2 separate regions of the Capsicum annuum genome follow, and region 1 is linked to region 2. The links are chromatin contacts, called in public Hi-C maps. All regions are on one chromosome and are shown on one strand. Each heading gives the region's core, a stretch centred on a gene start, on an enhancer-like site or on the middle of the called end of the contact. The rest is flanking DNA. Distances are from core to core; before and after follow the strand shown. Region 1 holds the start of LOC107874071. Region 2 holds the start of LOC107872992 (40S ribosomal protein S2-3).

What was found. A called contact is a pair of places that touch in the nucleus more often than the background predicts.
Region 1: a contact with region 2 is called in a Hi-C map of leaf, with 2.8 times the contacts expected there. The contact joins the promoter of LOC107874071 here to the promoter of LOC107872992 in region 2. A contact is called at or near these places in 2 of 5 Hi-C or Micro-C datasets (leaf and placenta).

What each region holds. Positions count from the first base shown.
Region 1 is chr6:174,312,317-174,317,533 of UCD10Xv1.1, reverse strand. LOC107874071 reads left to right here and starts at 2,895. Exons shown (of 14, transcript XR_007056495.1): 1 at 2,895-3,076.
Region 2 is chr6:174,168,788-174,173,902 of UCD10Xv1.1, reverse strand. LOC107872992 (40S ribosomal protein S2-3) reads right to left here and starts at 3,019. Exons shown (of 2, transcript XM_016719680.2): 1 at 2,167-3,019; 2 at 732-1,074. The coding sequence starts at 2,820. The coding sequence ends at 901.

The sequences.
Region 1 (5,217 bases), core at 1,646-4,145, 140 kb before region 2:
ACACAAAAAAGAAATGAAATTTATTACTATAAAAATGAATCTGATTATATTTTATTTATTTTGATATACTTTTTTATTAATTTTTAAAAATTTACATGAATTTAACAACTTAATATATTTACATGGCATAATTTGTGACATATTAGTAGGAAGAAAATTATTTTATTAACAATTATTAGTAAATTTAACATTTATGATAATTAAGGATATTTTACTAAACTTATCTGTTATGATATAATACTATATCTTCAAACTAAACAATAAAACTGTTTTAAACAACAATAAACGATACAATCCATCCAAATATTAATAATATTATAGGAAAAAGTCGTGGTTTCCACCCTAAGCTATACACGAAAAGTTGATGACACACTTAAACGATTGAGGTGACCTATTACACACCTATACTATATAAAAGTGAATTTACTTACTCCTTGCGATAGCCATGTTCAAGTTTAATGAGTGGAGTGGAGTACACTCGCCCTGTGGTGACGCCACGTATTTAGTTCGGTATTTCCTATTAAATTTAATCTTAATCCGACCCAAACCCATATATATGTTAAATAAATCGACCCAACCCAAATAATAGACCTAACCCAATTTATTACACCCTATCTGATCCATTTGGGTAGAATATGTATCGACAAACCCATTTTGAAGACCCTCAAAGATTGATGAACCCATTTCTTAGCTTTCTTGCAAATTTGAACCCGATAGAAGAGATGAACTAATTTTCTATGTTTTTCACTGTCAACTTCCCACTCTCTTTCTGTTTCAAGTTGAGTTAAATTGTTACGAGTTGAGTTCGTTTGCGTTCGCTTGATTTCAAGGTAGGGAATTGATACAAATTTGATACAAATGCCCAATCACGAAAAAAATAATTCAAATTTGAAGAAACACTTGAGGGAAGAAACAATTATCAAAATTTGAAGAAAAAAATTAAGAGAAAAGAACCATATTTTCTCACAATATAGTAAGAAATCAAACGATTAAAAAAATTTGGTTACCAATTCTTCAAACAAACGAACTTGAATTTCAATTTTGGATGACCAATTTGGGTTAGGGTTCTTGATTTGGGAACCCCAAATTAACTTAAATGGAGCTTTTTGGAAAATATATCTGTTGGATCTTTAATTTATTAAATTTTTAATGTTTTTGCCTTATTTTGAATTTTAAAAGGTTGGAAGCGCCTATATTAAGTGTAAGAAACGCACCTGAACATAGATGTTGTGGGTAGTATATAAATTCACTTTTATATAGTATAGGTGTGTAATAGGTCACCTCAATAGTTTAGGTGTGTCATCGACTTTTTGTGTATAGTTTAAAATGAAAACCATGCTTTTTTCGCTAATATTATACTGCATATCTATATCTATAATCTATATCTATATCTATAATCTATATCTATATCTATATCTATATCTATAATCTATAATCTATATCTATATCTATAATCTATAATCTATAATTTATAATCTATATCTATAATCTATAATCTATAATATATTAAAAGTGTGAAGACCCTAGAAAAGTGATTTGAACTTTTTGTCCTTCGTTAAAATATTATGCAATAGACAAAATCGTCTTTTCACTCTTTTTAAATTATTATTTAATTATATTTATTATATTTTAAAGTAAAGAGTCCCAAAACATATGGTAAATTTTACAAACTAAAGAGTACTAAAATATATTGTAAATATTATTAAGCAAAATAATATTTATAGGGTTCTAAATTATACTATTAAGGGGAGGAGAGAAAATTGAAAAAGTAGTACATTTCTTTTTCGGCTAAAAAATAATAAAGAAATATACTTTTTTGGGGCTAAACAAGAAATACATATTAATGACTAACTCCCTATTAAAGAATAAGTTAAAATTGGGAAAAGTTCAAAAAGGCAAAAAAGAAAGGAAAAAAAATAATAAACTTATTATTATTATTATAATATTAACAAATAATAAATTAAAACCAATTAAATATGTTATTAAATTTATCTCTTACCTGTTTTTGTAGTTTGGTAAAAAAGTTTGGGTAATTAAATTATTTTCCTAATAATTAAGGATTTGAAACCAACTAAAGTAATATATTATTTTTTCCATATTTGAGTTATGTAATTTAGAACTTTCAAATCAACTAATATTAGATATTAATTTTTCCTTATTTAGGACTTTTTTATATATAGAGATAAAAAATACAACATCGCAAAATTCTGAGGTATGCCTCTAATTTCGAACACCTTTTTTCCTTTGGTGAATTTTGATTTTTTTTCCAAGATATTTATTTTCCTTCAAAATTCAGTTGCATAACATGAAAATCTAATTTTCTTTTTTCTTCGTCATCGATGTTTGTTCTTCTACTTTATTATTTTTCTTTCGCCATCGATATTCATTCTTCTTCTATTTTATTATAATTATTTTTGTTATTATTAATTTATTATAAGTAGTTGTGTTATATATTTTTACGCTCATATATAATGTAACTTTATTATTTAGAATATGTTTTTGTGCATCAATATAATTTTGACTTTTGATATCAATAACGAAATTTTTTCACTACATTTAATTTATTCCTTAATTATTAGTGTGATAACGAATTATCATTATATTAATTTGAGATTGTTGTAAGAACCTGCAGATTTCAATATTTGCTCTCTATATCTATATAAACATATCTAAGTTTATACATACATACATATATATATATATATGAAATTACTTTTGATTTTTAGTTATTTAATTTATTATGTAGTATTATAGAGACATCAAATCTCAAAGTATAATGTTAATTATCAAAGAGAGTGCTTATATTAAAATATATGCTTATGCTTTAAAAAGTGATTCGATAAAATTATTTAATTTTAAATAATCAAATATTTTAGTATTATTAGATCATGGCAGACGACCATCCAAAGTTCAAACAAAGTATAAATATTTGAGAATGTTGTACTAATAAGGACCTGGATTTCCCCCAACTTTTGTCGGATTTCCATATCCAACAAAGAAAGAGAACCCCGCCGCGTTTTCAAACTAAGTCGTCTCCGAGCAATCAGTTTGTCAGGCGGAAATCTAGTTGTAACTTGTAAGTGATCAACCCCCTCGCAGTTTCTGCCTTTAGATTTTCCTCTTATACTATTTATTTGCACTTGTTGCAAATTCAAAATCTAAATTTTGAATATTAAATAGTATTAAAGTACTCTAATTCAATTTAACTTTAAAAAAATTATTTATATTTACTCTCGTGCAGCGAAAGAAATTATGACAATTTAACAGGAACGGAGGGAGTATCATGATAGTTTTGACAAATGTCGTTAGCAGGTCAATGTATATGAAAGTTAGGAGATTCAAGCTGTGTAGGGCAATATCTGTTTTTCCTTTTCTGTTGTTTTTGTTCGTTTGTTGGATTACTAGATGGGGATTTCGATATCATAGGGCAAGACAAGTTTTCCTTAGATTAGTTCTTAGGTAAATAGGTAATTAGAGGACTTCTATGTGATGTTCATAATGAGTAACCAACATTGCTATGTGATCAACAAGTTTTCTAAGTTGATGTAGAGTAGCAAATTTGGGTTGGTTAGCGGTACATTATGTAATTGGAAGCTGACTAAGCTTGCAAAAATTAGCGGAATAAAAAGAAGAAATTGAGAGGGTCGAAGAGCCAAGTAAAAACTAGGGCTAGTTCATTTCTCAAAATATAGGTAAGTCCTTTCAAAAGAAGTTATTTATATGGAAGTAGGACAGAATTGAGCTAACATGCTTCTGTAAGCTATGTTGCTCGGACTCTTAAAAAATGTCAACGGGTGCATGTCGAATTTCTCAAAAGTAGTGTATTTTTTGAGAATTGACACGGGTGCAACATTGAAAGTGAAGAGTGAGCCTCCTTATTCCTTTCCAGTTGCTTTAAAAGGCTTAAGAAATTCATTTCATATCAAATCTCTCTCCGTCAACTCTGCACCCTAGCATGTGGCCTAGTGGGCGAGAACTATGAGGTCTCAAGTTCAGATTCCAACATAGACCAAAATTCATTTCATATCAAATCTCTCTCCGTCAACTCTGCACCCAAGCATGTGGCCTAGTGGTCAATGAAGTGGGCGAGAACTATGAGGTCTCAAGTTCAGATTCCAACATAGACCAAAAAAATAGGCGATTTATTCCCATCTGTCTTAGCCTTGGTGAATATAGTTACCTGATACCTACTCTTGGTGGGAGGTGGAGGTATCCCGTGGAATTAGTCGAGGTGCACATAAGCTGGCTCAGACACCAAGGTTATTTTTTTTAAAAAAATTCTCCCTCCACCTCACCCTTGTCCTCAAAAGTGTTTAATGTAAACGTCAAGGGACTCAATCCAGTGTTCAGGAAGCGTGATGCGGAAAAAAGCGACAAAGCTCCGCATCACGCATTACGCGAAGCGTGAAGCGATGCGAGCGCATCATTGAAGTGAAGCAGTGAAGAAGAAGAAGGCGCAGTAGTGGTAGTCGCATAGTGAAGAAGAAGAAGGCACAATAGTGGGCTTCAAAGTTAAACTGAGAAAATTGCAGCATTGGTAGTCACCACAGTAGACTTTAAAAAAAAAAAAAAATTAAAATTGACCCTAAATATAAAAACAACACGAAGTTTCTCTTTTTTCAATTTAAAATTGACCCTATGAATAAACTCAACATGATGCGCTCGCATCGCTTCACATCATCGCATTATGCGACGATGCGAGTGCATTCCTTAATGCTAACTCAATCTCTCCGGGATCAAATGGAAATTGTGTCGATTCATCGTATGTAAGCATTCTTGTTCCTATTGATCATCAAGATCAATATCTCCATATCTACAAGCATAATTACTTAATGTTTCTGAGATGGCTGATCTCGGTTCAAATGAAGACTTTCTGATGTAGACATCTATCTTAAGAATATGCATAGATTTTTCTGGAACACCTAGAGGTCCCAAGTAGTGCTCCACCCATAGATAAATTCCATCATGAGAACTCTCACTTGTCTTTCCATTTGAAGCTGTGACAATGCCTCCGGGGCTCATGCCTGAATCATTGATCATATTCTCACAAGCAGTAACAATAAAATGCACCTCTAATTCCACCATCTCTATTTGTTCAAGAGCGTTTGCAACACCTTCCTTCGTTTGGTTATCGTATTATTTGTTGTTGCTACTGTTCTTTTATCCTTTGTTTTCAACATGGATTCTTCAATATTATATTTCTTTTTTATACTTGAT
Region 2 (5,115 bases), core at 1,770-4,269:
CTGTCAAACAATTATACGCCTAGTGCTACTTAGAAATGCTTGATATGTGATGACACAGCTAGACCAAGGGCAATATTTACAATGTGGATGCAGTTACAGAATAAACTTCCTACCACAGATAGGCAACTCAAATGGGATTAACCATGAATCCTAGTAAATTTTGCCAAGAGACAATACTATTTACTGGAGTATACTAAAGCTGTAGGAGATAGACTGCTAGACTGACATGAATTACAAGACTTTACAGCAACTATATGGTAGCAACACCTGAAGTAGGCACAGGAATTCTAATGGCATGTTCCACAAAGCCAAACTGCTCAGTATGTTTTATGCAAAATGCATTCATGTGGCATGGACTGAGAGGAATCACAGAACCTTTGAGGCAAAGAGCAGATCAACTCGCTAAAAGACATTGCCTATATGCACAACATGATAGCATCAAAGCTAAGCTTCAGCAATTTCAGCTTTAGATTTTTGATGCTCTGTGTTTCAGATTTAGAAAGTCGATTGTGCGGACTTAATTATGAATTTGTACCTTTCTCACTGATGATTAATAAATACAGTTAGTTCCCAACAAATAAGATTCAAAAAAAACTTCCCAGTCAAACAAAACAAACCTACTATCAATGAACATAAAAAGTAAGATTTTTTACGAGAATAACATCCCTGTTTCAATTGAAAGCCTCAGCTGATAAGAATACTCTCCCCAGCCAAAGACGAGATCAATCAAGTAGGCAGAAGGTTCATATATATTGATGAAAATAAAAGAACAAAAAGGAAACATTAGCTTTTGCAAGTCTAAAGAAAACATCCATCAGAACAGAAAACAAAATTTAGAATACTAACATCTCATATAAGAAAACTACAAGAACAAAACAGCGGAGCATAACATCTAACAAATCAAGCCTCAACTCTCTCAGGTGCTGCCTCCTCAGTGGCGTAGACAATAACCTTATTGGCAGGCTTTGCCAAGATATCAAAGTACTCTTGGAATGGAGATTTTGTGAAGCGAGTCTCTTTCCAGAAGTCTGGAGTGAGGAAGCCATAAGTCTTCATTAAACAATCGAAGGTAGCCTGCATACAGAATGAGCGATATTAGACTTGAACACAATTAGTACACCACCAGCAGATATACATTATAAACAAGTAACAAAGAACCAAGTAGACCCGACTCTAACATTCAACAAGAGAGGTCAGTGCTGGGAAAGCAAAGAATGGAATGTTTGTTCTGTAACAAAGATTTTATACTATATAAACACCATCACCCACGCTTTGGATAGAAATAACAGCTGGTTACAGTAAAAACTTCAATTATATTGCAGTCCCTTCTTTAAAACATGCAATAGAGTCATATTATAGCTTTCGAGGAACAAAAGGCTAATATCAAGCATTGCAGCATCCACATTCATGAATTAAAAGCATCCACATTCATGAATTAAACTTAACTAGAAATAAAAACACACAAGTATTACAGAAAATGGTAAGAACTATAATGGCACAGGCTCCTGTCCCACAATTTGACTTGCTTAACACTGCATTCAATAACTAAACACACTGTCCGAATTTAACTGATACTCTCAATATATCTACCATTTAGGAACTAACCTAAACAATTTTGTTTTGGACAATGACCATATTTGAAACTATAAAATTCGCAATTGTTACTATATCTGCGCTATACAATAAGGACACAAAAGCATGGATTAGATTGTATTGGTTCAAAGCACAAGATAAACATTTCTGTCTCATATGGTATAAGATTGTATTGGTTCAAAGCACAAGATAACATTTCTGTCTCATATGGTATAGATATACAACAAAGATCATATCTATTTACAAAATGTTTAACTGGATCAAACTACCCGGTCCGTCTAGACGCCTTTACATGTAGTCATCTCCATATTAGCTATTTCAAATATATTTAAATCAAAATGTACAGTTGGTTAATTTTTTTTTGGTTCAATGCCGTTTGGTACACCAGATGGAATAAGTAGGGATATTTATTATCTGGTGTAACAAACAACCATAAATATAATGTTATACACATCAATTCTTAAGATATGGTATCAGTAGATATAGTAAACATATAATCATGTAATTAAGGATACCACAACAGATTATTAGAACATAGTAATAGAACCAACACACAATCATAAAAGATCGAACCTTGACGAAGTTGCCAAGGGTTTTGGTGGATCCACGAGAAGAGGTGAAGACATCTTCAATACCAGCAAACTGAAGAACCTTCTTAGGGACACGAGCAGCAACAATACCAGCACCACGAGGAGCAGGGACCATTCTCACAGTGACAGAACCACATTTCCCAGTAACCTTACAAGGCACTGTGTGTGGCTTCCCAATCTTGTTCCCCCAGTAACCTCTCCTCACTGGAATCACTGATAACTTCGCCAATATAATCGCTCCGCGAATAGCAGTAGCCACTTCCTTCGAGCACTTAACACCCAGTCCAACGTGACCATTACCGTCACCGACAACAACAAAGGCCTTGAACCGGGTTCTCTGACCGGCACGTGTCTGCTTCTGAACCGGCATGATTTTCATCACTTCGTCCTTGAGTGATGGTCCTATGAGGTTATCGATGATTTGATACTCCTTAATTGGGAGTGAATGGAGGTAGATTTGCTCCAGTGACTTTATTTTCCCGTCTTTCACCAGTCTTCCTAGCTTTGTGACCGGAACCCATTTCTCCTCCTCTGTATCACGGCGGGGACGACGACCCCCACGGCCCCTTCCGCCGCGGTCGCCGCCTCTTCCACCCCTTCCTCCAAATCCACGGCCGAATCCTCCTCTTTCCGCCATGGTTGTTGCTTTCAAGGATTAGGTATACGGCTAAGGATTTTAGCTATATACTGCAGATGCTGCAGAGAGAGAAGTGTGTGAGAAGGAAAGTGGGAAGATGGAGAATGAAGGGGTTGGTTTATAAGGGCTAGGGTTTTTTTGATGCGGTAGAATTTGGGCATGAGGGAAAGCAGGTCAGCCCATAGCAAGTAAGGCCCAAAGCTTGGTGTTCCTTTACGAGCTTCTAATTTTTAGATATTTTTGCAACAGAAAAGGACCGAAACTCCTCTCAACAATTTGAAATGGAGTAAAATTACCATTTATTTATTTTTTAGCTTAAAAATATTCTCTATTTATTCTTTGGCTCAAAACTATTTTCTTATTTATTTTCTTAGCTAAACAATATTTTTCACTTTAATAAAGTGTCATCAAGTAAACCACATGAAAACAAATTATTCTATGTTCAGTCCGCATCAGTATCTCATTTATAAAAAAGGGATAAAAATATCATTGAACTATTTAAAATGAAGCAAAAATACTTTTCTTTTTGTTTTTTAACTCAAAAATATTCCTCTGTTTGTTTTTTGACTCACAAATACTGCTATGAAAAAAAATTACCACATGATCAGTCTACATTAGTATCTCATTTAATACTCAAATTGACCCACTTAATCATTCAACTTAACATCCCATTTAATATCTGTACCCGATTCGTATTCAAAAAGTTTGACACGTCTTCACTTAAACTCTCTCCAGAAAATTAATGCAAATCAAAAATTTTGAGAAAAACAGAAAGCCCTTAATATATGGTTTGAAATTTTTCATATTCTTTGACATGATAAAAACGGATCAAGTTTCGACTCATATATTAAAGACTTTTTTTTTCTCTCAAAATTTTAGTTTGCATCAATTTTTTTTGGAAAATTCAAGTGAAATGAAGAGTGGATCCATCTTTACTCTTTACTTATGAAAACGATTTGAATATTTTGAAGATAGATCAAGTACAGTAAATGAGTTGTTAAATTGGATGGTTAAGTGGTTCACCTTGGTATTAAATGGGATGTTGACGTAGACTGACATGTGATGATTTTTTTTCATATAGTGTGCTTGATGGCACTCCATTAAAGTGAGGAGTATCAATGGGCCAAAAAATAAACTAAGGATATTTTCAAGTCAAAAAATAAATTGAGGGTATTTTTTAGTCAAAAAATAAATAGAGGATATTTTTGCTCTATTTTAGATAGTTTAGGGATAGTTTCCTTTTTCGTAAATGAGATACTAATGAAGATTAACCATGTGGTAATTGTTTTTCACTTGGTGTGCTTGGTGGCACTCTGTTAAGGCGAGGGGTATTTTTTAATCAAAAAATAAATGAAAAGATATTTTTGAACAAAAAATAAATGAAAGTATTTGTGCTCCATCTCAAATAATTTACAAGTAGTTTTGATCCTTTTTCGTTCTTGCAATTAAAAAAAATTGTTGTTCTAGCATAGAGTCTTAGTGGAATTATTTTTTACAAAAATTCATTTATGGGGTGTAGATTGGAAGAAAATGAAATTGATGGTCAATGATATGATAGTGAGAAAACTGAAAACATGAGGGATTAATGGTATTTAAGTGGATTTTATGAGTCATATAAGGAGCATATATACATTATATAAAAATGTATTATAGGCTTATATACGCTTTCATATATTATTAAGGTATTTTTGAGTCAAAATCAAAAATAAATAGAGGATATTTTTACTTCATTTTAAATAGTTTAGAAATAGTTTTGTCTCTTTTTCGTAAATGAGATGCTAACATGCACTGATCATGCGGCAATTTTTTTTTCACTTGGTGTGTTTGGGGCACTCTGTTAAGAAAAAGGGATATTTTTAATCCAAAAAATAAATAAAAAGGTATTTTTAAATAAAAAATAATTGAAAATATTTTTGTTCCATTTCAAATAATTTAGAAGTAAATGTGACCCTTTTTCATTTTTACAATTAAGAAAATTTGTTGTTCCGGCATAGAGTTTTAGTGGATTTAAAAAAAAAATCATTTATAGGGTGTATATTGGAAGAAAATGAAATTGATGATCAATGTGTGATGGTGAGAAAACTGAAAAATAATGGATTGGTGGTGTTTAAGTGAATTTTGTGAGTCATATGAGGAGCATATGTACATTGTATAAAAATATAATAGAGGCTTATATGCACTCATATAGTACGTGTATTGCACATATATTTTGTTTATTCAATTAAATGAGAAGTTTGAAACAAATTTATAAATTAAACTTTATAAAAAAATAAACTGCAAATTCCAAAACAAATA